Linked DNA regions of Triticum aestivum: region 1 is linked to region 2. Evidence: chromatin contacts called from public Hi-C data. All regions are on one chromosome and are shown on one strand. The core of a region is the stretch at or near the end of the contact, and the rest is flanking DNA. Distances in the headings are between cores, read along the strand shown. Region 1 holds the start of LOC123041538 (probable aldo-keto reductase 3). Region 2 has its middle 16 kb from the start of LOC123045757.

Region 1 (4,332 bases), core at 654-3,153, 100 kb after region 2:
TAGTCAAAAAATTAGAAACTCAGGGATACATCTTGTCCAAATACAAGGGTATTTCTTACTTAGTGCTATGAGCGTATCGTAGGGAGGTTGTGCTACTCTCTCCGATTCGAATTAATTGACGCGGCCTCTATACAATATTGTATAGATGATGTATAGAGGTTGTTATTGTATAGATGATGTATAGAGGTTGTGTCAATTAATTTGGAACGGAGGCATGAGTAAACAATTGGTGGTTCCATGATTCCTTCCATGCACGGGGTGCTCATGAAATTATTTGATTTGTAACTATTTCAAAACAGTGATACGGAGCATCAGCATAGTGATTCCCATGATACCCAATTACGTGGCTTTCCAGGATGACAGGGAAGGGGTCTCAGAGTCCTTCCAAGTGTTTAGATTCATCAGATACGCGTTGTGGTACCGATCACCATGGACAGCATCCATGGCGGCGTACGACTCCAGCTCAGCCATCTCCTCAGCCTTGAGCTGCAAAGACAGTGCTCTCACATTCTGGCTGAAATTCTCAACTTTGGTTGTGCCAGGTATGGGGCACACATCGCTTCCCTGGTGGTGAACCCAAGCCAGCGCGAGCTGCGACGACGTACAACCCTTCTTTGTAGCCATCTCGCTCACACGCTCGAATATTGCCGCATTCTTCTCCATGTTCTCGGGTTGGAATCTTGGGAGATTCTAGAAACGCAATGGGATACATTTGTTAGGAAAAGGAGGAAGGAGAAAAGTAAGCTAGCTAAACCGCATGTAGGAATGAAGGATCATGGGTGGTTCATTACCTTGCGAAAATCGTCCTCTGGTAATGTGTCCACCAGTTTAGGTCCAGTGGATAGAAAACCTCTGCCTAGTGGACTGTACGCCACAATTCCAATGCCAAGTTCTCTGAAACAGAAAACAATTTGTAAGTTTTTTCTGGGATTACATAAGGAGGACGTATCATAAGCACTATGAAGATGGTTTTTGAAAAGAAATTGTGAAAAAAGAAAGCAGGTGTGTAGTCATTGCAATGCAAAAACCTGCAAGTTGGGATTATATCTTCTTCAACATCTCTTGACCAGAGAGACCACTCCAGCTGAACGGCCGTGATGGGATGAACTGCGTGTGCCCTTCTTATTGTCGTCGCCGAGGCCTCCGACAACCCGACGTATTTCACCTTTCCTTCCTGGACTAGTTTCTTGATCTCACCCATCTGCATGCAATTGGCAAACGGAAGTCAAGAAAGTAGGCTGGTCAATACCTACAAGCCCTCAATCTGTAAATGAAACGAAGCTGAACAAGTGCTACTACGTACTGTAGTAGGGACTGACCGTGATCTCGATGGGAACATTCTTGTCAATGCGGTGCTGGTAGTAGAGGTCGATGCAGTCGACGCCGAGCCGAGCGAGGCTGCCCTCGCACGCCGCCCGCACGTACGCCGGGTCGCCGCGGACCTCCCTGGCTGGCGTGATGCCGAATTTCGTGGCCAACTGGGCCTTCTCCCTCGCCCCTCCCTGCAGCGCCTGCTTTATCACACGGAGAACTCGGGCCGGTCAGACATCCGCGTGCAGGGAGCCAAGGAACACGTCGGGTGGCTATAGTAAAGTAACCTACCTTGCCGAGCAAGAGTTCGTTGGTGTGGGGGCCGTAGATGTCGGAGGTGTCGAGGAAGGTGACGCCGGCGGCGACGGCGTGGCGGAGGAGCGCGATCATGTCCTGCTCGGGCTTGCGCTCGCCGTAGACAGCGGACATGCCCATGCAGCCGAGGCCCTGCGCCGAGACCTCCAGCCCCTGAGAGCCCAGCTTCATGCGCGGCACGACCACCGGAGCAGCAGCCATGGCGTTCGTGCCTGCGCTGCGTGTGTGATGGACTGATGATTGGTGGATGAGTAAGTAGGTCGGGAGCTTTGAGTGCAATGCTGCGGTGCAATTTATAGTGCGGTCGAGGGCGTCATGGAGTAGGTCACCAGGCTGCGGGTTGAATGAGCTGTCAAACTAGAGCAGAGGGTCGCGTACGTTAAATTGAAATGGACATGATAAAAAATCTTCTAATATATTGTTAAATTGAAATGCACATCGATGACGCCCGCCGCACCGCCACAAAAATGGTGAGGTACTCTTCTAGATTTTTCGTACTCCATGACAGTGAGTGTCGACGGTGAGCTGATGATCAAGCCGATCGCGCGCGAGGTCGGAGATAAACCCGGGCATGGGCAGCCCGGCCCGACGACCCGGCCCGAGCCTGGCCCAAAAAACCCGGGCCGGGCTCGGGCTTTGTTTTGCAGCCCGAAAGAAAGTTCGGGCCGGGCTCGGGCTTCAATTTTTCTGTATTTCGGACCGGGCTTTCGGGCTTCGGGCCGGGCTTGCACATGCGCGTACTAAAAAACAGCGCTCGGGCCGGGCTTTTGGGCTTCGGGCTTGATTTCGGGCCGGGCTCGAGCTTGAAAATATGAAGTATTTCGGGCTTCGGGCCGGGCTCGGGCTTGAGAAATGAAGGTCGGGCTTTTACAAGCCCGGCCCGAAACCCGGCCCGGCCCGACGTTTGCCCAGGTTTAGTCGGAGACACCGCTCGGCGAAGGCGGGATGGCGGCGGAGTCCGAGATGAAGCCGGCGGACGGCGTGGGACGACATGCGGACGAGCGCGTCAGCACCGGCAGCCGGGCTACCAAAACAGCGTCGGCACCCGGGCAGCGAGGCCGGAGCGACCAACGTAGCAGCGGCGCCCGAGCTTAGGCAGCCGATGAGCCTGACGCAGCCAGGGACGAGGCCGTCGAGGCAGACCGCAGGGCCGCCGTGCAGACGCGGCGAATGCGGTGGCGTGGATCGATGGGTGGGCCGGTGCGCGAACAATGGCTATGATGGGCCGCCGCATGGCCTGAATCCGCCGGGTCGGGGCGATGCAGGAGTCCCTGTCGGAGCAGGACGGAGACGGCCGACGTAGATCAATGGGCGGGCCGGCGTGCGGACGACGGACGTGAGGGGCCGCCTGTTGTGCGAGGCCCCCGGGTCAGTAATGGAGCCGGACGGTTTGTGCCGGTGTTGGAGTAGAGGCCACAGGGGGTCGACGACGGCGATGGGCGACGCAAACCGATTTAGATCGGAAAACCAAAAAAAGAAACACTGATCAAGATGACCGGCGGGAGAGAGAGAAAAAATCCTGAGCAAGGGTTCGGGAAAAAGACTTTCTAGAGCAACCGGTCAACACGACCGGCGGACGAATCCTAAGTACGGGCGGTGTGGCCCCGACGGCGATCATGGAGGCTGACCTCCCCGGGGGTGACGCGCGGGGCGGAAGCGGTGGGCGGCGGCTAGGATTGGATAGGTTAGGTTGATACCATGTTAGAAGGGAATAGAGAGGGATTGACGGAATATGATAGATATATTATTGAGCCTGAAGGGCGAGTATATATTGCGTACAAGACTTGAAGGGCAAGAAGACTCTTCTAGAGATAAGATAGGAGACGGATTACAAATCGAAGACTGCCAAATACATGTATCTCAAATATATCTCTAACAACACTAAGTGGCGGGGCGGTTCGAGTGGGACGCCACGGTGGCTAGCTGTTGCAATGGATGGGCACACCACGGGGGAAAGGAACGTGTGCGTCCAGGAGGCAGATGCCATGACAACTAGCGTCCAGGGTTGGGCCGGGGGTTAGTGCGTGCTGATGGGTCACCGCCCGTCTCCGCCATGCGAAAATTCTGATGGTGGCTCGATGACCTTTGTCTTTGTTTAGGCCAACACCAACGCACGACTCCAATCGACCTTCATGTTTGCGAAAAGGTTTATAAACGAGCTCAACATGATCAGGGATAAGCAGCAAAAACCTACCCAACTAGCATTAAACTTGCCTGCAATTATTCAGAAACGCCAAAAGGCTCTACCGGCTGGGTTCATGAAGATCCATGTGGACGCCCGGGTGCGTGCAAGATGAGAGAAATCTGTAGCAGCAGTGTGCCGTGATAGCAACGACAATTATGTTGGCAGCTCATCACTGGTGATAGCTGGATTCGAGGATCCGGCAACCCTTGAGGCCATCGCATGCAGAGAGCCCCTGTCCCTTGCTGAAGATCTTCACGTTCAAAATTTTGTCATCTCCTCGGACTCCAAGCAGGTTATCCTAGACATCAGTAAGGGATCTAAAGGTCGTTTTGGTGCTATAATTAGTGAAATTAGGCTCAAGTCAAGTACTATGAATTGTTTTTTTAATTTTGAAAGTCATGCAGCTAAAGTCGAAGCACATAGTACTATCTTAATCTTGGTCAGGGGCGCCACATATGGCTTGGCCAACCCTATGATCCAATTTGTATCCCACTATTTGTGGTCTATGATGAATACAACTT
Region 2 (4,571 bases), core at 306-2,805:
CTCCTACAGTACCGAACAGCCTGACAGGTCTGGGTTCGCAGCCCGTGTCTGCGTTTTCAGCTTTCGCCATCTATCTATCTATCTGATTTTTCTTTCTCTGTAGTTTCCTAGGCCTTCTCGGTTTTATTACTGCAAGTATTGATTTCGTTTATCTTTCTATATGAATTTGATCCTCACAAACAGCCCATCTGAGCCAGTGCCATAGGTGCAGCCCATTTGAGCCAAGGAGATTCGTTTTCTTAAGGAGTAACTAATTGACGTCACAGTCTGCGACCAAACAAGTTTGTGTTTCCTTCGGTTACGTTAACAGTTACGGGCGTCATTTCTCTAAGCTCAGTAACGGCTCTGATGAACCAAACACCTCATATAAGGAACGAACCGGAAGAAAAGGGGAATTGATAAACAAAAGAGTAAAACAACAATAAGAATGAACATGAGAGTGTTAGGTTGATCTCTCTCCCGTTCGAACCCAACGAGTCGAATGGGCCCCTGACTGGCGCCCTGATCGGGGGCGCCCAACCAAACCATGGTTGGTGGGCCCCTGTGACCCGCGCTATATAAACAAAGGTGGGGGCCGAGGCATGACTTACGAGGTTAATCGCTGTCACAATCCCCACCTACAATCCCTACCGATCTAGGGTAAGCGCGGTGCTCACAGGAAGCAGACCACCGCCGCCATCTCAGTCCACGTCGCCGCCGTCACCACACCATCATGGCCGGCGCTGGATCGAGTTCATCCGCACCAGGAGAAGGTAGGTTACCGGATCTCCTAGCCCACTCCGATCTAAGGATCTATCAATGGTATCAGAGCCAGATCGGGCTAGAAGATTTTCGGTAAAAAAACAAAGAAAGAAAAAAGTCTCTCCCCAAAGAACCCTAGCAGGGCAGGGTAAAGAAAACCCCCAAAAGAACAAAGTTGCGCTGCTGCACATAGTCGTGCCGTTCCTCTCGATCCCGAATCGCATCGGCACGCCGAGGATCCGGGAAGAAGAACCACCCCACGGGGCAAAGGGCACCACCACCGAGCCGTTTGACGGCGGCGCGTTCACCTTCGAGGTGCTCGCACTCGCCGGCAAAGGGGTCTGCGGGGGCGCCGCATCAGAAAGTCACCGGATCTCTCTCTCTATATTGCTGTGGGGGATGAACAGAGAACTGGAAAGGGAAAGGGGGCTCGCGCAGGGGCGGCTCGCACCCGTCGTCGGCGGCCGAAGCACCCCCGCGTCCCTCTCTGCCACTGGCACGCGTGGGTCAGAGAGAAAAGAGAAAGGCGCCCCGGGGGAAGCAGAGGCGCCCCGGGGGAGAAGGGAGCAGAGGCGCGCACGGCGCGGTGGTGCTCCACCTCGTCGCCGGCCGCCGGTGGCGCGGCCGTGCCGCTGCAGCTTGATCCCGTGCGGGACAGAGAGAGCGAGGAGCGCGAGGTCGCGAGCGGCGCGGGGGGAGGAAAGTGATCGAGGGTTTCCCTCGGTGCCAGTTTTGTTTCCCCGATCTACGCGCATGGCCGTTGGATCGCGGTGGACGGCCGTGATCGAAACCCTAAGCCACAGCGGGCTTCTCGGACCGAATGCAGAGGCGAGGCTGGCTTGGGCCGCGCTGGACCGTGGCCGCCTGGGCGGCTGAGCCGTGCGTTGGGGCCGAGGCCGACAGCCGCGGGCTGGGCCGTAGCCGGCTGTGCTGCAGATTTATTCTCTGTCATTTTTTTTACAGTTTTATTCAAAAGTACAGAAAAAGAAAAAGTCAAAGAAATGTTTCTAAAAAGTTTATGATTTTTTATTCGGTGAAAGAAAAGTTTCTGAAAACGAAAATTGAAAATTTTCAGAAACAGAAAAGTTCATGAATTTTTATTTAGTCAAATAAAAGTTTCTGTAAAAAGTAAAAAGTTCATGAATTTTTATTCACGCTTTTTCCGCTGCGTAAATAATTATTAGTGCTCTTTTACAAAGAAACTAAAAGTTTACATAGTATTAAGTTTTTAAGAGCATGTTAAAGTGATTATTGAAATGATATGATTATGTTATTTTTTATGACCAACATTATTAATAACATGATCATGTTTTATTATTGAAATTTAAAGGTGCATTTATTTCTAATATTTTGCCCAACGGTAATATAGATTTAATTGCATAGACAATTGTATGTTTAATTTGACCAACGTTAGATTATTGCATATGATTGTTTTATTGATGTCACTTAAATTGTGATTTCAGGAGGCTTTCACTTGATGAGTTGCCTAAAAGAAGTTCCGACACTCAGAGGTGACAACCACACTGAGTGGAGGAAGAAAGTTGAACTGGCATTTGTTTGTGCTGATCTTGACTGGGTTGTGGAGAAACCACAGCCGATCAGACCCAAAGAGCCAGTAAGAGAGGCCACTAATGATGATGCTGCATGGGCTAAAAAGAAGGGGGACTATGCTCCTTTGGAGCAGTCCTACCTCATAGATAACCAAAAGTGGGTCAATGCTGTAACGCCCCGGATCCGATGCGCCAGGTGTCTGCCAGTTATTCGCCGTCGTTGCCAGGTCATTTGCTTGTGTGTTGTATTTTATCATGTCATCATGTGCATTTCATTTTGCATACGTGTTCGTCTCATGCATCCGAGCCTTTTCCCCGTTGTCCGTTTTGCAATCCGACGCTCCTATGCCCTCCGGCGTTCCCCTTTTGTCCCCTGTTGTGAGTGGGTGTTAAACTTTCTCGGAATGGCCCGAGGCTTGCCAAGTGGCCTTGGTATAGCACCGGTAGACCGCCTGTCAAGTTTCGTGCCATTTGGAGGTCGTTTGGTACTCCAACGGTTAACCGGGTAACCGTAAAAGCCCCTCTCTCTTTGCAGCCCAACACCCCTTCCAAAGTGGCCCAAAACCCATCTAACTCCCCTCCATGCTCTCGGTCGTTCGATCACGATCGTGTGGGCGAAAACCGCTCCTCATTTGGACTCTCCTAGCTCCATCTACCTATAAATATGCCCTCTCCCCCGAAATTCGCGGTCTAATCCTCCCGAAACCCTAGCCCCCTCCATCTCGCGACGCCGGAAATGTCCGTCCAGCCGCTGGACGCGTCCGCCGCCGCCGCCCGACGAATCCGGAGCCGCCACCTGTCCCGTGCCGCCGTTCCTCGCGCCGCGGCCCGCTGGGCCCAGCCGCGGCCCTCCCGGCCCGCGCGCCACCGCCGGAGTGCGCCGCGCCTCGCCGACGCCCCGCGCTGCCGCTCGCCGACGTCGCCCGCCGCCCGCCGGCGCGCCCGCGCCCTCCGCCGCCGCCTACGCTCGCCTCCTGTGCCGCCCGGCCGCGCCGCCCGCCCGCAGCGCCCTGCGCCTCTCCTGGCCCCGCCGCCATCGCCGGCGTCGCCCGCCTCGACCATCGCCGGCCCGCGCCTAGCGCCCGACCTCCCAGCCGCCGCGGCTCCTCCTCACCGCCCCGTCCTCGCCCCGCCCCGTCGCCGGAGCGCGCCTCCGCGCCGGACGCCGCCCCGCAGCGGCCCTACCTCGCCGTCGGCCGCCGTCTCCACTCCGGCGAGCTCGCCGCCGCTCGTCCTTGAGCTCGTCGGAGCTCCTCCGGACGGATCCATCGATGGGTGGATCAGATCCACCCATCCCACCATCCAAACGCCCCGTCCCGGCTGGATCTCTCCGTCCCGAACATCCCCGTCCACTTTTCCCGCGAGGTATAAAACGGCTAAGTCCTAGATTTTTGCAATTTTCATGCCATGTTTGACCTGCCGTAACTCTGCATCTGTAGCTCCGTTTCGTGCGTGTAATATGTCAAATTGTTCGCCTCGACGAGTACATCATTTCATTCCATTGCATCATATTCATTTGAGGTCATCTAGATGCCTGAATCATCGTTGTAAGAGTGCTTCATGATGTTTTCTGCTGTCTGTTATCAGAACGAGCTCTTTTGTCATTTTTGCCATGATTGATGTGTGCATCCTATGAACTTGGTCCCTAAATGTGTTTTGAACTATGCCATGTCTTCTTTACAGTGGTGTTTTCCATGTATTTTTGTGATCAATGTGGTGACTAGCACAAGCATGCAAACTAGGCATCGTGATGTTGCTGATTTTAGTTCCTGTTCTGCTGTAATTTTGATGCCATGTAAACATGATACTACAGAGTGATCCATGCATATTTAGAGATACTTCAGTAAGGGTGTTTTGAACAATAGGTTATTGTCTATCCATTCATGCCCTTTGTTGCAATTATGGAGTAGTCTAGCATGTCATTTGAGTGCTCTACTTTTGCTTCAAAATGTTTTCTGACAGATTGTTTACATGTTATTCAATTTGGCCAAGCTTGCTATAGTTGATCCTTGCATGTTATGGACTTGTTCTTGCCTTGGTTGGTTACATAAACATGTCTTCTTGATGATACTATGCTTATATTGTCACGCAATGACTTGTGGTGAGTGATTCAAGCTTGTTAAGTAGGGTTCATGATGTTGCTGTTTTGCTAGGCTGAATCTGTTATTTCATGATGCTATATAAACATGTTGCTACTAGTCATTCTATGCATAATCTGGAGATTTTCTATAAATATGTTTTGATCTACATGTCATGTTCTATCCATCCATGCCCCTGATT

The links. A called contact is a pair of places that touch in the nucleus more often than the background predicts.
Region 1: a contact with region 2 is called in a Hi-C map of leaf, with 4 times the contacts expected there. The contact joins the promoter of LOC123041538 here to the enhancer-like site in region 2. A contact is called at or near these places in 2 of 5 Hi-C or Micro-C datasets (both in leaf).

What each region holds. Positions count from the first base shown.
Region 1 is chr2B:515,956,206-515,960,537 of IWGSC CS RefSeq v2.1, forward strand. It overlaps LOC123041538 (probable aldo-keto reductase 3), which reads right to left and starts at 1,904. Exons shown (of 5, transcript XM_044464137.1): 1 at 1,603-1,904; 2 at 1,320-1,511; 3 at 1,029-1,201; 4 at 792-894; 5 at 180-690. The coding sequence starts at 1,827. The coding sequence ends at 340.
Region 2 is chr2B:515,855,271-515,859,841 of IWGSC CS RefSeq v2.1, forward strand. No RefSeq gene overlaps it. Among protein-coding and RNA genes, the nearest start is that of LOC123045757, 16 kb to the left of the region's middle. Within about 2 kb of position 1,556, at least 8 of the 8 cell types and tissues checked have an H3K27ac peak or open chromatin away from gene starts, as enhancers often do. A contact at or near this core is called in leaf, where this site is marked.